Linked DNA regions of Mus musculus: regions 1, 2, 4 and 5 are each linked to region 3. Evidence: chromatin contacts called from public promoter capture Hi-C data. All regions are on one chromosome and are shown on one strand. The core of a region is the stretch at or near the end of the contact, and the rest is flanking DNA. Distances in the headings are between cores, read along the strand shown.

Region 1 (2,700 bases), core at 162-2,661, 150 kb before region 3:
AAGTATCATTTTTTATAGTTTGCATGTAATATTTGGATGGTGTTCTTAAGCAGTATTTTGAAGTGAATTGTATTACAGTTTTATAGCAGGAAGGTTGAGACACAGGCAGTTAGAGGAACTAGGTTGTTCATCTTGTTCATCTTGTCAGCGCAGACTGAGCCGTTTGATCTGTGAGCAATAGGATGGAAGGCTCCACCTACACAATGGGACATGCTGATGTCCATGCTAATCCTTCCCCTACATGAAATTCAAAGAGTACCTTTCCCAGCAGAACTCTGCAGTCTGAAAAGCACCATAGACAGAAAAAGCCCTGGTTCCTTCTGAGGCAGATCAGAGGGACTCAATGACTCTACAGCTTTGGGGCAGAAGTTAAACCCTGTTAAATGTTCATTTTTATGAAGTACTGCTAAGTGCTATTCGAATTGTCATGTACTGGGGTTTTATTAAGTATTTATTGTAAACACACTTTTATTGTCTGTGAACGTGAATTCAAGCTATCAGCCAAGCAGCCTTTTTACTAACATCTGGCCAGACTGCCCTCATGACAGTCCAGCCAGCAGTTTGGGCACTTTACTCTGAAGCCCCTCTAGCTACTGAAGAATACCACCACCCCATGGCTGAAGACATGCTCCAGTTGTGACTGCTCCCACAACTGGAATAGCCTATGGAAAACAGCACTCTAACTAAGCAAGGGAAGCCTTTTGGCAAATTGCCCAAGGCCCAGCCTGTCCTGCAGTTCTCATTTGGGCCAGAGAGGGAGCACTTCCAACCATGAACCTAGGGAAGATCTGTGACTGTAAACAAGAGTCTGTGCTGTGATTGGTGCAAACACAGTCCTTGAAGAGCTACTGTGAAGGTGCAGACACCCGCACTACACCCACTTCTTATCTATTAAATGGGCTGTTTAGTTCAGTTTTAGAGTCAGCCAGGACACCCCCTCCTCTGACACTCCTGATGCTGTAACATTAACACCAATAAAAGACTTCCCGAATGGTCCTTTTTCTCCTCCTTTGCCCTGCATTAGAAGAGTAGCCTGAGCTGCTAACACAAAGAGAAGATGCAGAAGCACAAGATGGGAGCAAAGGCAACCAAGCAGAGCAAGCAGCTCTAGTGGTGACAGCAGTTACCGTGGCAGTCGACAGACAAGAGAACACCTGAAAAATTCCAGAGATGGGTCATGGCAGAAAGGATGGGCAGCAGAAACAGAGAGACTGAGGAATGGTAGAGTTAGAGAAATGAGAGAAGGCAGAAAAGCAAGGCTGAGTAAAGACAGAAGACTGTGGCCAACCAGGAAGGAGAAACACGGGCTTGGAGACCTGGAAGAGTGCCAAGCAGCTGCAGTCTTTGGAACCAAGGATCACAGAAAACCTATGCTGAGAGCTGTAACACTAACAGCCAACAAGGGCTGATGGGAGATTCCTGCATTCTAGACCAGAGGACTGTAATAGTAGTCACTGCAGAGTTAATGCCCCACCACCCTAAAGCCATCCAAGAGCTATAACACTAGTGGGAGCTGCTTGCTGCTACTGACTGCTGTCTGGTATTGCTGCTAAAGGTTAGGGATTGTAAAAGCTGCCAAGACCCAGAGCCAGTAGTGATTAAAACGAAAAGCTATAAGCCTTCAACCTGAGCACTCAGATCCCGGAGCAATAGCCCCCTAGCTCCAAGGGTTAGAAACTGTAAATCTCTATATCTGTGAGGTCATCCCCCAGGCCCTGGGCCTCAGAAGAAGATTAAAAACACTGGAGGTCCCCATTCTGCTCATTTTTACCTAGAGCCAAAGGACCCCTGGCGTATGATTGGTGGTAATACTACAGTTTAGAAATCCATCTCTCTCCTCTCAGTGTGTGATCTTATGATCTATAATTACTGGAAGGTGACCTGAAGAAAATTTTGTCAGTTGTAAGTATAGTAGATAGAATTGTTTACTAAAAGTACAAACCAAGGATTGCATAAAAACTCCCACAAGGACAGCTAGATCTCGGTGTGGTATGGATCGTCACTTTGGACTTTCAAACACACAGGAAATTATTTTCTCTTCTTTGTTCTCACTGAGTCAGATCTTCTGTAGCTCTAAATCAATTTTTTCCTTGGCACAATGGACAAGGTCAACTGAAATCTGCAAAGCGTTACAGACTATTGCCAAGTGTAAATAAAAAATCAAGCTTGCCTTCATAGTCTCACATCAATCTCCTCCTGTGTTTGCTCTTTGGCCTCTTTCAAACACTTGTGTAACAGGTAGCTTTGAGTTGTATCTTTCAGATGCAGGATCCAAATGCCTTCTTCTCACAGATAAAATATTTCCAGCTATCGCACTTATCTGAGATGAGAGTAGAATCTTTGAGGTATCCACAGATCTGGCCGGCTGATCGCTGTCTTTCTGCTGGCAACCTGAAAAAGTAAGGTAACTTCTCAGGTTAGAGGTTAGATGTGAAGATGACAGTGGTATTTGAAAGGGAAACTCTCCAGAGATGCTGTTGGATTTATTTTAGTTTGCTTTAATGTGGTAGCCTTCTGTGGTGGTTTTGTCCTCCTTCAAATAGCATCTATTAAGTTTTACAAAGGATATGTTGATATAATTTGAACAAATAGTTTCTAAAGAAAACCAAGCCATGTTTGCATAAAGGTAGGTGAGAGCCAATGCGTTTCTCTCGGCTCTGTTCTCAACATACTAAGGCACTTGGTTGTACCCATGAAATG
Region 2 (2,700 bases), core at 188-2,687, 160 kb after region 3:
ACTATGTTCCTAGCCCTAGACTGAAGATTTCAGCTTGTTTCTGCTTATAACCCCCTTCCCTTGACAAGATATCGGGGGCTTTAGGTGGGGAATGTGTGAATAAATTGCAAATATATTTCATGACTTATAACCACCTAATAACCTGGTAACCGCTGAAAAGTGTGGAGATATATTAGAAAGGTCAGGAGAAGACAAATGGTCTTAGCAGAAGATTCAAATGGTGCTTTGTGGACACTGAGGTCTTACTAAGCTCTCTGTTGCTTCAAGGAATCCACAACGATGCTGTGAGAAGTAACCTTTCTGAGGTGTGATGTTCTCTTTAACAGGCGCTGGCTACGGTGTGAAGTGACCAGAAGCACCCAGAGCCTCATGGGTCTGTGGGGAGCATGCAGTAAGCTGACATCACTTTGCCTGATATAGAATCTAGAGAACAGCACCAAATGCCTGCATAACCATTACACCAGGGAAAACCCTACTATCATTGTTGTACATACAGAAATAAAACCCTCTGAGAGTTCATGCTTGGGGAACTCATCCAGCCATCTTACTTGGATTGTGTATGGGAGGGAATGTCACCACTTCCATTTCAGTCTGTAGCCCAAGAAGGCAGCTTCAGCCACCCATACTAGAGAAGCCAATAGTGTGTGTATGGGGCAGGGGATTAGAAAAGGGAGACTTCTTCAAAGTGGCTACAGTGGGAAGAAGAACACAGAGATTAGTGACCCTGCCCTGACAAATCACACTGTCGGAGCCAACAGAACATAAAGGAAACAGCATGTTGCAAGTGCAGTTCCCAGGCAGCTTCTAAGGAGAGTGAGACATGGGAAAGATTTGAGGAATGTGTTTATTTCTATCTGGGCTGATTGATGAAGAGTTCCCTTGGGTGGAGAGCATTTGTAATGCCTGGAACAGCTGACTTGGTTTGCAAATTCTTAAGTCATTGTGAGAACAGGGCATAGTGCTGTAAGCCTTTGATCCCAGAACTCAGGAAGTAAAGGCAGGTGAACTTCTGTGAGTTCAAGGCCAGTCTAATCTACAGAGTGAATTCCAGAACAGTCAGTGCTATGTAAAGGAACTTTGTCTTGTGTGTGTGTGTGTGTGTGTGTGTATGAGAGAGAGACAGAGAGACAGAGAGACAGAGAGACAGAGAGACAGAGAGAATGAGAATTGTATACAAATCCAACAGAGAAAGATGGTCCCATCAAAATGATGCTTAGTAGACTAAGGTGTCACTTAAGATTTATGAGCTGCTTGTCAGATTAAAAAGCAATTGTCATAAACATGCTCAGTGTGCTAACAGAGCCCCAGACAAAGCACTAATGGGAGATAGGAAATGATGAATGGACAACATTATCTAACAGTATAAATAGAAGCAAACAGGAAGACAAAAGGCATTTGGTCATCTCAGTGAATGCAGAGGGGAAACAGTACTTGACAAAATTACACACCACTTCCTTGATGTGTCTGCACTGGTCTGCACTGGTCTGCACTGGTCTGCACTGGTCTGCACTGTCCTTGCTCTGTGGGGTCCTTGGTGGTCTTTACATCAGGTTCAGGTTGCAGATCAGGAAAGACTACAGGAAATGTCCAGCCACAGGAAGCGTGCTTCCCATAGGTCACTTGGCCCACCTCCTACATGGGACCCATACCACTTACCCTACATACTATGTAGAATCCACACCACCTGCAACACATTCTATGTACAACCCACACCTCCTGCCACATCATACACAGGACACATGTTTATCTTCTCCAGCATGTTGTACTTCACTTCACAAAAACCTGGCTTTATCTGGTACATTTTGTACCTGGTGCACTTTACCATCTGCTCCTCCTTCCCCTTCTTTTTCCTTTCCATCTCATGAGCCTCTCTTTGAGTCACCAGGGCACAAGTAGTCTCAACACCTTTCATCTTTCCAAGGATCTTGTGCTGAGCTGTCCCCTCTATTCAATATTCCCTTAGATATCTGACCACAGACTCCTATAGCAGTCCCAGGGGTCACATGAAGTGGTTTGGGGAGGCCTTCCTGTCATGACAGTCATTGAGCTTGTCTGCTCAAAGACCAAGTCCTCATGTGTCAGTGTTGATCTTTGGGCAGAAACATTTTACTGGAAGAGTTTGGCCTCCTGTCTACTTTCCTGAGGTGAAAGGTGATGCCATTGTGATAGGAGACACAAACAGGAACCGGCATCTCTGCTCTCCTGCTCTGGAAGGGAGAAGTAGAAAAGGCAGCCCTGGAGTTTGAAGTCTTCCTCAGTGTGCATATGTGGTCAACAAAATCTAATAGGTCATTTTTTTCTTAAGGCTGAAGAATATGATCTGTGCACACAACACCCACTGTCTAAATGTTCCTGGGGGGAGGCAAGCTTGTCTGTTGCTATGTTTTGGCAGTGGTAAATTCTGTTGCAATAACACCAGTCCTGTATCTAATCCTTCAGATATGCACTGGATCATTTGGTGCTCTTTATCATTGAGTCATTCAGTCAAAATGTCATCAATTCTTTCTTTACTTCTTTAATAATGGACTCTAATGTCTTCCACAACAGCTCAACTATTTTGCATACCCACTGGCTCTATACCAGCTTCAAATTTACCAACAAGAGGCTCAGCAAGCTTCCTTTCTTTCTCCCCTTTCCATCAAGTAAATCAACTTTTACATATATCAGACCAAGTGGAGTCAAAAGTGCTCTTGAAAGTCA
Region 3 (2,700 bases), core at 134-2,633:
ACTCCTATGGAATAAGAAGAAGCTCTCTGTTGTAGAGGGAAAGTAATAGAGGAAGTGCCCAGAGGCCAATGTAGAGGTTCTTCTTGGCTGTAAGGTCTTTGGATTTTAAGGAACCTTTATTAGGAAGCCTTTGGTGAGCTGAATGTTCTCAACAAGATGATATGACATACTTAATCTCATCCCAGCTGCTGTGCAGGAAAGATACTGAGAACAAAAAGGCACATTAGGACCAGCATGTACCTGTCTGTGTCTCAAGCAGACAAATCCACCTGCTGGCTCACCTCAGTTGTCTGTGCCGGTACCTTCCAAGCAACCTAAGCATTATATCTTCACAAAGGCAAACCAGACAACTTTACTCCAGGTCCTTTGACAATCTCTCCATTCTCTGCTCTATTCCATATGTCAAATGTAGAGATCATTCCAGAATGTAAGAAATCATGCTTGTAATTTTTTAAGATCCTCACACTTGACTTACCAAAACAGACATTTTCTGCATTTATGTGGTGCTCAATAACTTATCTGAATGAGATGGATATCATGGGAAGATATGTGTATAGGGATCATCTTCCAAATATCCGAGGCCACAGACACCTGAAAAGGACATGGGGAAATAGAAGGAGATATTCTGCAGTGAGACAAAGTAAGTTTGACAGTGGAGGATGACAAGAAAATGAGCAAGGGATGATGAAATAGATAACTGAAGAGAAACAGTTTTAGATCACACCGAGGAAGTTTCAGACCACAAGCTTTCTGTTTCCTGCACTAAAGCAACTCCTGACACTTGAAAGAACTAGTCTCTGGGGAAAAAAGAAGTGAATGCCACACGTTTTAAATCCATAATTAACTAAATAAAACTTGTCCAATTGAGAGAGAGGGAGAGAGAGAGCCACAAAGATAGAGATTTTAAAATCCCTACTCAACAGTACATCTTCTGGCCACCAACAGCACCTGGTACATAATGGGTATTCAATAAATGCCTGTACCTGCCTACATATACAAAGAAACCAATGCAAAGGATTGCATGAAAAAGTTTTACTCTCTCTTCCAGTGCTTTTCCATGTCAAATACAGCAATCTCAAACTTTTAGCTCCTTGTTTAGATTATACCATTTCCTAAGTTATTTGTGTTTTTAAAAGTTTGTGGAAGGATGTCTTCGATTCTGGGAAAATCCCATTTATCTCTTCCTCTTGAAGCTACAGTTGTGAGAAAGCACATTTCAGACAGCAGGGAAAACCCGCAGCTCACCACAACAACACACGGTGAAGTGTCTAGGCCGCTGGAGCATAAATTAAAGAGAACTGGCTGAGTTGAGTGAGTACAGGGTAGGAGGAAGGGGTGGAGCCTAATCGAGTATAAAGGCTGAAATCCTCCGAGATCAAGACACTGAACAAGACAGCTCCAGCTACATCTCTCCGTGGACCACTTGAGAGTCGCCAGGGACCTTGAGGGGAAAAAAATTAAAAAGGATGGATTCTGAAAACTGTTCTATAACGGAAAATAGCTCTTCACATCTGGAGAGAGGGCAGAAGGGTAAGTCATGTGATTTCTTACATTCTGGAATGATCTCTACATTTGATGTGTGGAATAGAGCGGAGAATGGAGAGATTATCAGAGGACTTGGTTATGTTCTGTTTCAATCAGTAAAAGAGAAACTGGGCATAGGTAAATACCTCTCTAGCTATGAGAAGACAAGATACTTGTATGAGAGAGAGCTATATGACTTTCAGATGATCTTGAAAGGACTTTTCCTTTGAATAGATTTGTAACATCTCAACTCGTGGATTTAAATGATAAATGATAAATTGCCTGGCTTGACCTAGTTATTCTCTATAGTTTTCCCATAACCACCATCATCAGTAAGTTTTATCCTTTTCTTTATGAAGAACTCTGTTTTTCACACAAAGAGTTACGTTCTTGCTCTTTCCTTATCCATTTGCCTGCTTTCTGTGTGTATTCCCTCATTAGTGTTCTCCTCATGAATCCTCCAGTGGTTAGCAGCATTCGGGTCTCCAGGCTCAGAGAAAACAGCATTACACACACCTGAACATGTGCAGTGTCATATGGTGATGCATTAGAATGTAACCCTGTCATTAAAATGTCATCTTCTGCAGAGACCTATGGAATCTCCTCCTTACATTTTGTTCTGTCTCTCTCCTCCAATGAATCACTTCAAATTCTATGACTATATATTTTTCTTCCTTTTTACAAAAGCATGATCACCCTTCACATTTCTGTCTCTTCTGTCTGTTTCTATCTGAGTTGTAAGGAGCCCTCCAGCACTTAGCACTTGGGAATGAGAGTTATTTGAAAGCACGAGCGATCCAGTTAATAAAGGGATTTGCTATGACCAACACCGCCAAGATAGTTGGTGAGGAACGAATTATTTTCTGAGTTTCTCTGTCAAGTTGTCTTGTTGTGTAAAAAAATTAAAAATAAAAAATTTTTTAAAAGTCTCAGTTACCTTTAAAATCTCATCCCTTCTTTGAGAGCATGAAGTCAAAAACATAGATATAAAGTCTACAATATTCATTTTTAGATACCTAAGCAACCCATACCTATATGTCTCACTTAAATTTTTTTTAAAAAGCAGATAATAATGAAACTATAATAAATAGTGGAATGAAGGAAAGACCAAATGCAGAAATTCCTGACCTGGCCTGGGGTCAGCTCCATCTACCTTTGTATATTTAACTTATGTTC
Region 4 (2,700 bases), core at 176-2,675, 230 kb before region 3:
ATAGTGAGTTCCCAAGCCACGATTACCCAGTGAAACACTGTCTCAAAAGAAAAAAACCAAAACAAACCAAAACAAACAAACAAAACCCTAACAACAATCAATCTATCCCCTTTCCCCCCATCACTTTTTCCTCTCTGTTAGAGTCTTGTATACTCAAACTCAAAAAAAATTGTTTAGTCTATAAGAGGGTTACTTTACTTTCACAAAAACACATGCAAGGGCTGAACCTGAGTTAGGAACTCGAGAGTTGGTCAAACACCTGTCCTGTCCATAATCTTAGCACTCCTACTGTGAGATGGAGGGCAGAGATAGGAGGGAATCTGGAATCTTTCAGATCAGCTAGCCTGGAGCATGTATCAGGCAATAAGAGACCTTTCCTTAATCAGTGAGAGACCAGGGCCTACCAATACCTGATTTGCCCTCTGACCTCCACTTGTATCTGTGTTTTGCACACATACAAGCAAGCTCAAGTGCACACACACACACACACACACACACACACACACACACACATGTTAAAAAGTATAAGTAATTTCAGAGACATATCTTTTCATGGTGTATATAGGTATAAAAAGCCAAGGCATAGGTCAGAGTAAAACATACTCTTTTCTAATCAATTTAAGTATCCTGGATACTACAATTAGTAGCAGTTTTAACTATTATTTCTGACTTTTATGTTCCAACTACAAAAACCTGTCATTTTTACATCTAAGCTCCTATTGAAACATTACCTGAGCCAAGTGTTTGGTTACAGGTTAATGCCACTATACCTGGCCATTGGAACGTTATCAAACATACATTATCCTCAAACTCCAGACAAATATGTAGATTCAATATAAATATTTCCTGAGATGACAGACCCAGGGAAAGATCTAAGACTTACTCTAGCTATTTCTACTGGGCTGCTGCTGCTGTTTAAAGTCTCTGTACTCAAGACTTCCCCTAAACTCCAGCACTCAGGGCCAGGAATGGAAATCCTATGTGACTTAAGTCATATTTCTGATTGCTCATTAAAACTATTAAAAGTAAAACATGGTGCTTATAAAACAGACACCATATAGCGACAATCTGCTTTGGTGAATCAGCAAACAGAAAAATGTGAACAAACAAGTCGAACCATCCAGTCCAATCACCTAACTTGAAGAATGTGCTTCTTTGACTTCCAAACCCTTATCTGATTTGTCTGCAGTATCTTTCCTATAATTGTCGTGGTCAGCCCTCTTTCCCCTGCTGTCTGTTTCTTAGTGAAAGGTCATGAAGCATGACTGGATATAATTCTCCCCACCCACAAGAGACACAACCTAAGAATTTGTGTTAGCCAACTTTCCAATATGAAGCAAAGCTTCCTTTCCTCCCGCGACGGTTGAGTCATCCTCTGCTAGATAAGAGCGGCTATTTAAACTGCAACAGAAGCTCCGCACACTGGCAGTTGGCTGAGGTCCTCGACTGTTTCAGTTTTTCACTCTTAGCAGGAATTTGGAGATGACTTTTGATGACAAGATGAAGCCTGCGAATGACGAGCCTGATCAGAAGTCATGTGGCAAGAAGCCTAAAGGTAACAGGGGTGGGTAGATGCTTATAGAGACAGAATGCCAGGCTTAGCTCAGAAATATAAATTAAATGTACTGAGGAATGAGGTTAGAGGGTAAAGCCATTCAAATATAAGAAAATACAAGAGACCAAGACCATTTATTTAGAAGGAAAGCAAGTAGGATTCAAGATAACAACTAGCTGATACTACATCTTTAGTATAAGCTGTTCTCCATGCTACGGCTTTAAATTAATGCTTTCTACTAATTGTAGTACTTATATTATCTGCCTTCCATATAAAGTTAACTCAGGAGGAGTAATAAAGTCACTCAGTTTCCTTGAATTAATCAGAGTAGAGCCAAAATCATACCAGATTCCCATGTATGAAGAATCCAATCCATAAAAAAAAAAAAATGGGCGAAAATGCATCCATTTAGAGCACACACTAATTGTTTTTATGTGTGTTGCTGAAGTACTGCAAAAATCTGAAGTGCTTTGTGAATTATCTAAAGCAAATTTGGTATATTCAGTATGACTGAATATACGTTAGACTTTCTTGTCCATCATTGCTTTGACCAGGAAGCAGGAGTGGGTGGGTTGGGGAGCAGGGTTGGGGGGAGGGTATAGGGGACTTTCAGAGAGAAAACTAGGAAAGGGAATACCATTTGAAATGTAAATGAAGAAAATATCTAATAAAAAATCCAAAAAAAAGAAATGTAAATGAAGAAAATATCTAATAAAAAAAAAGAAAGAAAGAAAGAAAGAAAGAAAGAAAGAAAGAAAGAAAGAAGGAAAGAAAGAAAGAAAGAAAAAAGAAAAATTGTAATTTGTATTTGGCTACTACAGTAAATTGAATTATTTAGGTTTAATTGATAACTCATTTTTGTAGACAACTACAGATAAAATGTCTTTTATTTTATAAAATTAAGAGGAAAAGGCCAGGTGGTGGTGGTGCACACCTTTAATCTTAACACTTGGGAGGCAGAGGCAGGTCAGCCTTCTCTACAGAGTGAGCTTTAGGACAGCCAGGGAAACACAGAGAAACCCAGACTCAGGAAAAAAAGGAACAAAGTATAAGAAGAGGAGGGAAGACAGACTGTGTCTGTAAGTAAGCCTGAAATCTTTCAATGGGTAGGATAAGGGTGAGTGTAGTGTGATTTAATATCTGAG
Region 5 (2,700 bases), core at 144-2,643, 200 kb before region 3:
AAAAACATCTTGACAGCAGGTGGTAGGTAAATCCACTCTTACAGCAGATATGTTTGGGATTTGCAATATAGTATCTTTTCTCTGGCATGAGAAGTCCACCACCCTGAACAGTCTCCTCAAGGGCAAACATTCGAGGATGATTGTCCTTGCTCTTCCTCACAGTCTCTGGGAATTGGAGGAGAGTGCATTGTTTCCAGGTGTGCCACTGCCTCAAGTCATAAAGATGAGGAGTTTCTTAGTTTAATAAGTGCCAATTGACAAGTCCTGATGAAGACTCACTCTAGCTATCCCTTTAGTATTGCAGCTTTTTTTTTATTAGCACACTCTAGCCTTGAAAAAGTCTTCAAATTTTGTTTTGTGGACTCTGACTTCCATTCATGGAAAACCTTCTTCTCCAATTCAATCATATCCTTAAACTAAGTCTATTCTCATTTCTTTGATGTTCTCCTTGTTGACTTACAGCAGTAATCAAGTGATGGTTGTTTCAAAACTGTACTTATTTGATCATTTTTTGTTAATCTGAGAATTGCAAGAGAGGAGAGAGAGAGAGAGAGAGAGAGAGAGAGAGAGAGAGAGAATGAGAATTTATTTTTATGTTTCAGGCTATTATATGTATCATAAGAGTCCAGAAGAATGAAGCCAGTGCAACAGTAAGTAATTCCAAGTCTTAAAAACTTAGTAGACTTTGTTCTAGTCCCTTGTTCTAGTTTTGAAATTTCCATCTTCGAGTATCCATGTCTTCTTCTCCTTATTTGAAAATAGTAATGCTAATATGTGCTAAAGCGTAATTCTTAGAGAGGGCGACAGAATGAGAATGCGGGTGTGCTGTGAAGTAACTAAGGCAGAATCATTCCCAGTAAATGTTTGCGCCTATCTATTTCTACTCCATGATAAACCTCCAAGAGAATCATTCGCTTTGTGTCGCTGGAGTGATGTACTTTGGATGCTCAGCTGTGATTCCTCCATCAGGCAATAAATTTCCTTGTGGAGAGCCTTCCGCCAATGCTGCCGACTCCAGGCAGTTATAGAGTATTTACTACAATGGATGGCATGAACACATGAAAGGATGTGGGGATGCAATCAGAGTTCTAACAAGCCAGTGTCGAATTCAAGACACTCAAACTGCTTAAAAGTTTATGTAGGCCATACCAATTAATCGTGTCAGTTTCAATGGGGAGTGTAACCAATGTCTTTTAAGACTGTAGTCAATGGATCAGTCATACAGTTGATCTAAAACGACAGTCATGCATCATACAGCATTTCAGTTTTCTTCAGAAGTTACAGCCTCAGAAACAGGATCTAGAGGAAAAAAGGGAAATTACTCCAACGCGTTTTCATTTCCTGCTTTGGGCACTGGCTTGACTACTTAAGCTGTGCTCCATGAACCTCGCAAAGGGCTGTTTCAGGGTTTGGGTTAGTGAGCCTCATCCTGGCAGTTATTTTATAGTAAAGAACATTCAAGTGCTCTGCCTACCTAGGGCCCTGTGAAGCAATGAAATATCACTCTCATATAGAGAATCTGGATGAAGATGGATATACTCAATTAGACTTCAGCACTCAAGACATCCATAAAAGGCCCAGGGGATCAGAGAAAGGTATCCATTTTCTTTCTGCTAACAGCACCTTTGTTCTCATTAACTGAAATAACAGAAGTAGAGACCTGGAGAGATTCTTGATTTGTAGAACTGCCTACAAAAATATATTTTCATATATGCGTGTGTGTATGATATATATTTGGTATATGTGGTATGTATATGATATGTATATATATATATATACATGTATACACACATATATATGTATGTATGTATATATATGTATATATATATATATATATATGTATATATATATATATATACATGTATACACACACGTGTGTGTGTGTGTGTGTGTGTGTGTATAGTTTTAAAGACTGCTGGAAGTCATCAACGACTTCCACAAATTGCTTTTGGTTTATGGCAGAAAACAGGACTACTCTACTCTACAGTCAGAGGTAGCACTGGTAACATGAGTAAAAGAGAAAGATGAAAGAATTTTAGTAGAGTTGCTTTTTCCTTGTTTTTTAGCAACTTGTGAGGGGGCCAGGAAACAGATAAACGAACAACCTGTACAATCATACAACACAGTATGCTAAAGTCATGGTCCTCTATGCAACCATAGAGGAGTGTGTGGGAAATAAAAATGAATGCATCTTTGGTTAAACCCAAAGAGAAGCCAGGAGTCATGGGGTGTAAATCCCAAATCCGCTATGCTCTTTTGGTAAGAGATTAATTTGGATTTTATAAAACGAGATGTTAGTATGTCAGCTATGGAAAACACAAGCTACATTAAAATGTCTCATTATCAGGAGATAGATATTAAAACGGAAACAAGACAAGAATAAAGGACATTAAAGTCCTAACACGGAGTGAGTGTTTTAGTCTCTTTCAGGGTCACCTATTGGGCAGCTCTATGACTTGGCTTTCTGTTGTTGGTATCATCAGCTTAAAACAAAAATCAGTTCGCTGTTAACTTAAAGGAAGAGATGACTGACGGGTTCTAATGTCAGTTTGTTTTCTTCCGCTTTTTGATGTTCACATTATGCAATTATTTATAACCACTTACACAATCACTCTCTTGTGAAATTTGCTTGGAAAATAGTCTAAAAATTGATTGAGGGAAGGGGCATGGCTTATATGCGTATGCTGCGTAAACTAAAGT

The links. Promoter capture Hi-C pulls out the DNA fragments that hold promoters and counts their contacts. Capture Hi-C pulls out chosen DNA fragments and counts their contacts.
Region 1: a contact with region 3 is called in a promoter capture Hi-C map of liver, with 3 times the contacts expected there. The contact joins the enhancer-like site here to the promoter of Cd69 in region 3. A contact is called at or near these places in 15 of 39 promoter capture datasets (the 3T3-L1 cell line, 3T3-L1-derived adipocytes, the C10 cell line and 9 more), 1 of 115 datasets of contacts at active chromatin or transcription factors (CD8 T cells) and 2 of 9 other capture datasets (adipose tissue and liver).
Region 2: a contact with region 3 is called in a promoter capture Hi-C map of liver. The contact joins the enhancer-like site here to the promoter of Cd69 in region 3. A contact is called at or near these places in 12 of 39 promoter capture datasets (the C10 cell line, the HPC-7 cell line, cranial neural crest and 9 more), 1 of 115 datasets of contacts at active chromatin or transcription factors (embryonic stem cells) and 4 of 9 other capture datasets (adipose tissue, liver, macrophages and 1 more).
Region 4: a contact with region 3 is called in a promoter capture Hi-C map of the HPC-7 cell line. The contact joins the promoter of Olr1 here to the promoter of Cd69 in region 3. A contact is called at or near these places in 15 of 39 promoter capture datasets (the 3T3-L1 cell line, 3T3-L1-derived adipocytes, the C10 cell line and 10 more), 14 of 484 Hi-C or Micro-C datasets (the AML12 cell line, the HL-1 cell line, bone marrow-derived dendritic cells and 11 more), 1 of 115 datasets of contacts at active chromatin or transcription factors (pancreatic cancer cells) and 3 of 9 other capture datasets (adipose tissue, liver and macrophages).
Region 5: a promoter capture Hi-C map of adipose tissue shows a contact between it and region 3, with 2.9 times the contacts expected there. The contact joins the promoter of Clec7a here to the promoter of Cd69 in region 3. A contact is called at or near these places in 4 of 39 promoter capture datasets (the C10 cell line, the HPC-7 cell line, liver and 1 more), 6 of 484 Hi-C or Micro-C datasets (embryonic stem cells, liver, myeloid progenitors and 1 more), 1 of 115 datasets of contacts at active chromatin or transcription factors (bone marrow-derived macrophages) and 2 of 9 other capture datasets (adipose tissue and liver).

Annotation. Positions count from the first base shown.
Region 1 is chr6:129,421,917-129,424,616 of GRCm38.p6, reverse strand. It overlaps Clec9a (C-type lectin domain family 9, member a), which reads right to left. Exons shown (of 7, transcript NM_001205363.1): 7 at 1-2,391. The coding sequence ends at 2,259. It also overlaps a transcript of Clec12b not described here. Among named protein-coding and RNA genes, the nearest start is that of Clec9a, 14 kb to the right of the region's middle. Within about 2 kb of position 1,411, at least 103 of the 459 cell types and tissues checked have an H3K27ac peak or open chromatin away from gene starts, as enhancers often do. A contact at or near this core is called in the HPC-7 cell line, adipose tissue and liver, where this site is marked.
Region 2 is chr6:129,112,153-129,114,852 of GRCm38.p6, reverse strand. No RefSeq gene overlaps it. Among named protein-coding and RNA genes, the nearest start is that of Clec2e, 13 kb to the right of the region's middle. Within about 2 kb of position 1,437, at least 32 of the 459 cell types and tissues checked have an H3K27ac peak or open chromatin away from gene starts, as enhancers often do. A contact at or near this core is called in the HPC-7 cell line, adipose tissue and liver, where this site is marked.
Region 3 is chr6:129,274,052-129,276,751 of GRCm38.p6, reverse strand. Cd69 (CD69 antigen) reads left to right here and starts at 1,383. Exons shown (of 5, transcript NM_001033122.4): 1 at 1,383-1,530. The coding sequence starts at 1,467.
Region 4 is chr6:129,505,890-129,508,589 of GRCm38.p6, reverse strand. It overlaps Olr1 (oxidized low density lipoprotein (lectin-like) receptor 1), which reads left to right and starts at 1,425. Exons shown (of 8, transcript NM_138648.2): 1 at 1,425-1,555. The coding sequence starts at 1,483.
Region 5 is chr6:129,471,478-129,474,177 of GRCm38.p6, reverse strand. Clec7a (C-type lectin domain family 7, member a) reads left to right here and starts at 1,393. Exons shown (of 5, transcript NM_001309637.2): 1 at 1,393-1,595. The coding sequence starts at 1,493. The region is part of intron 2 of Gm45969 (a long non-coding RNA gene); the gene reads right to left.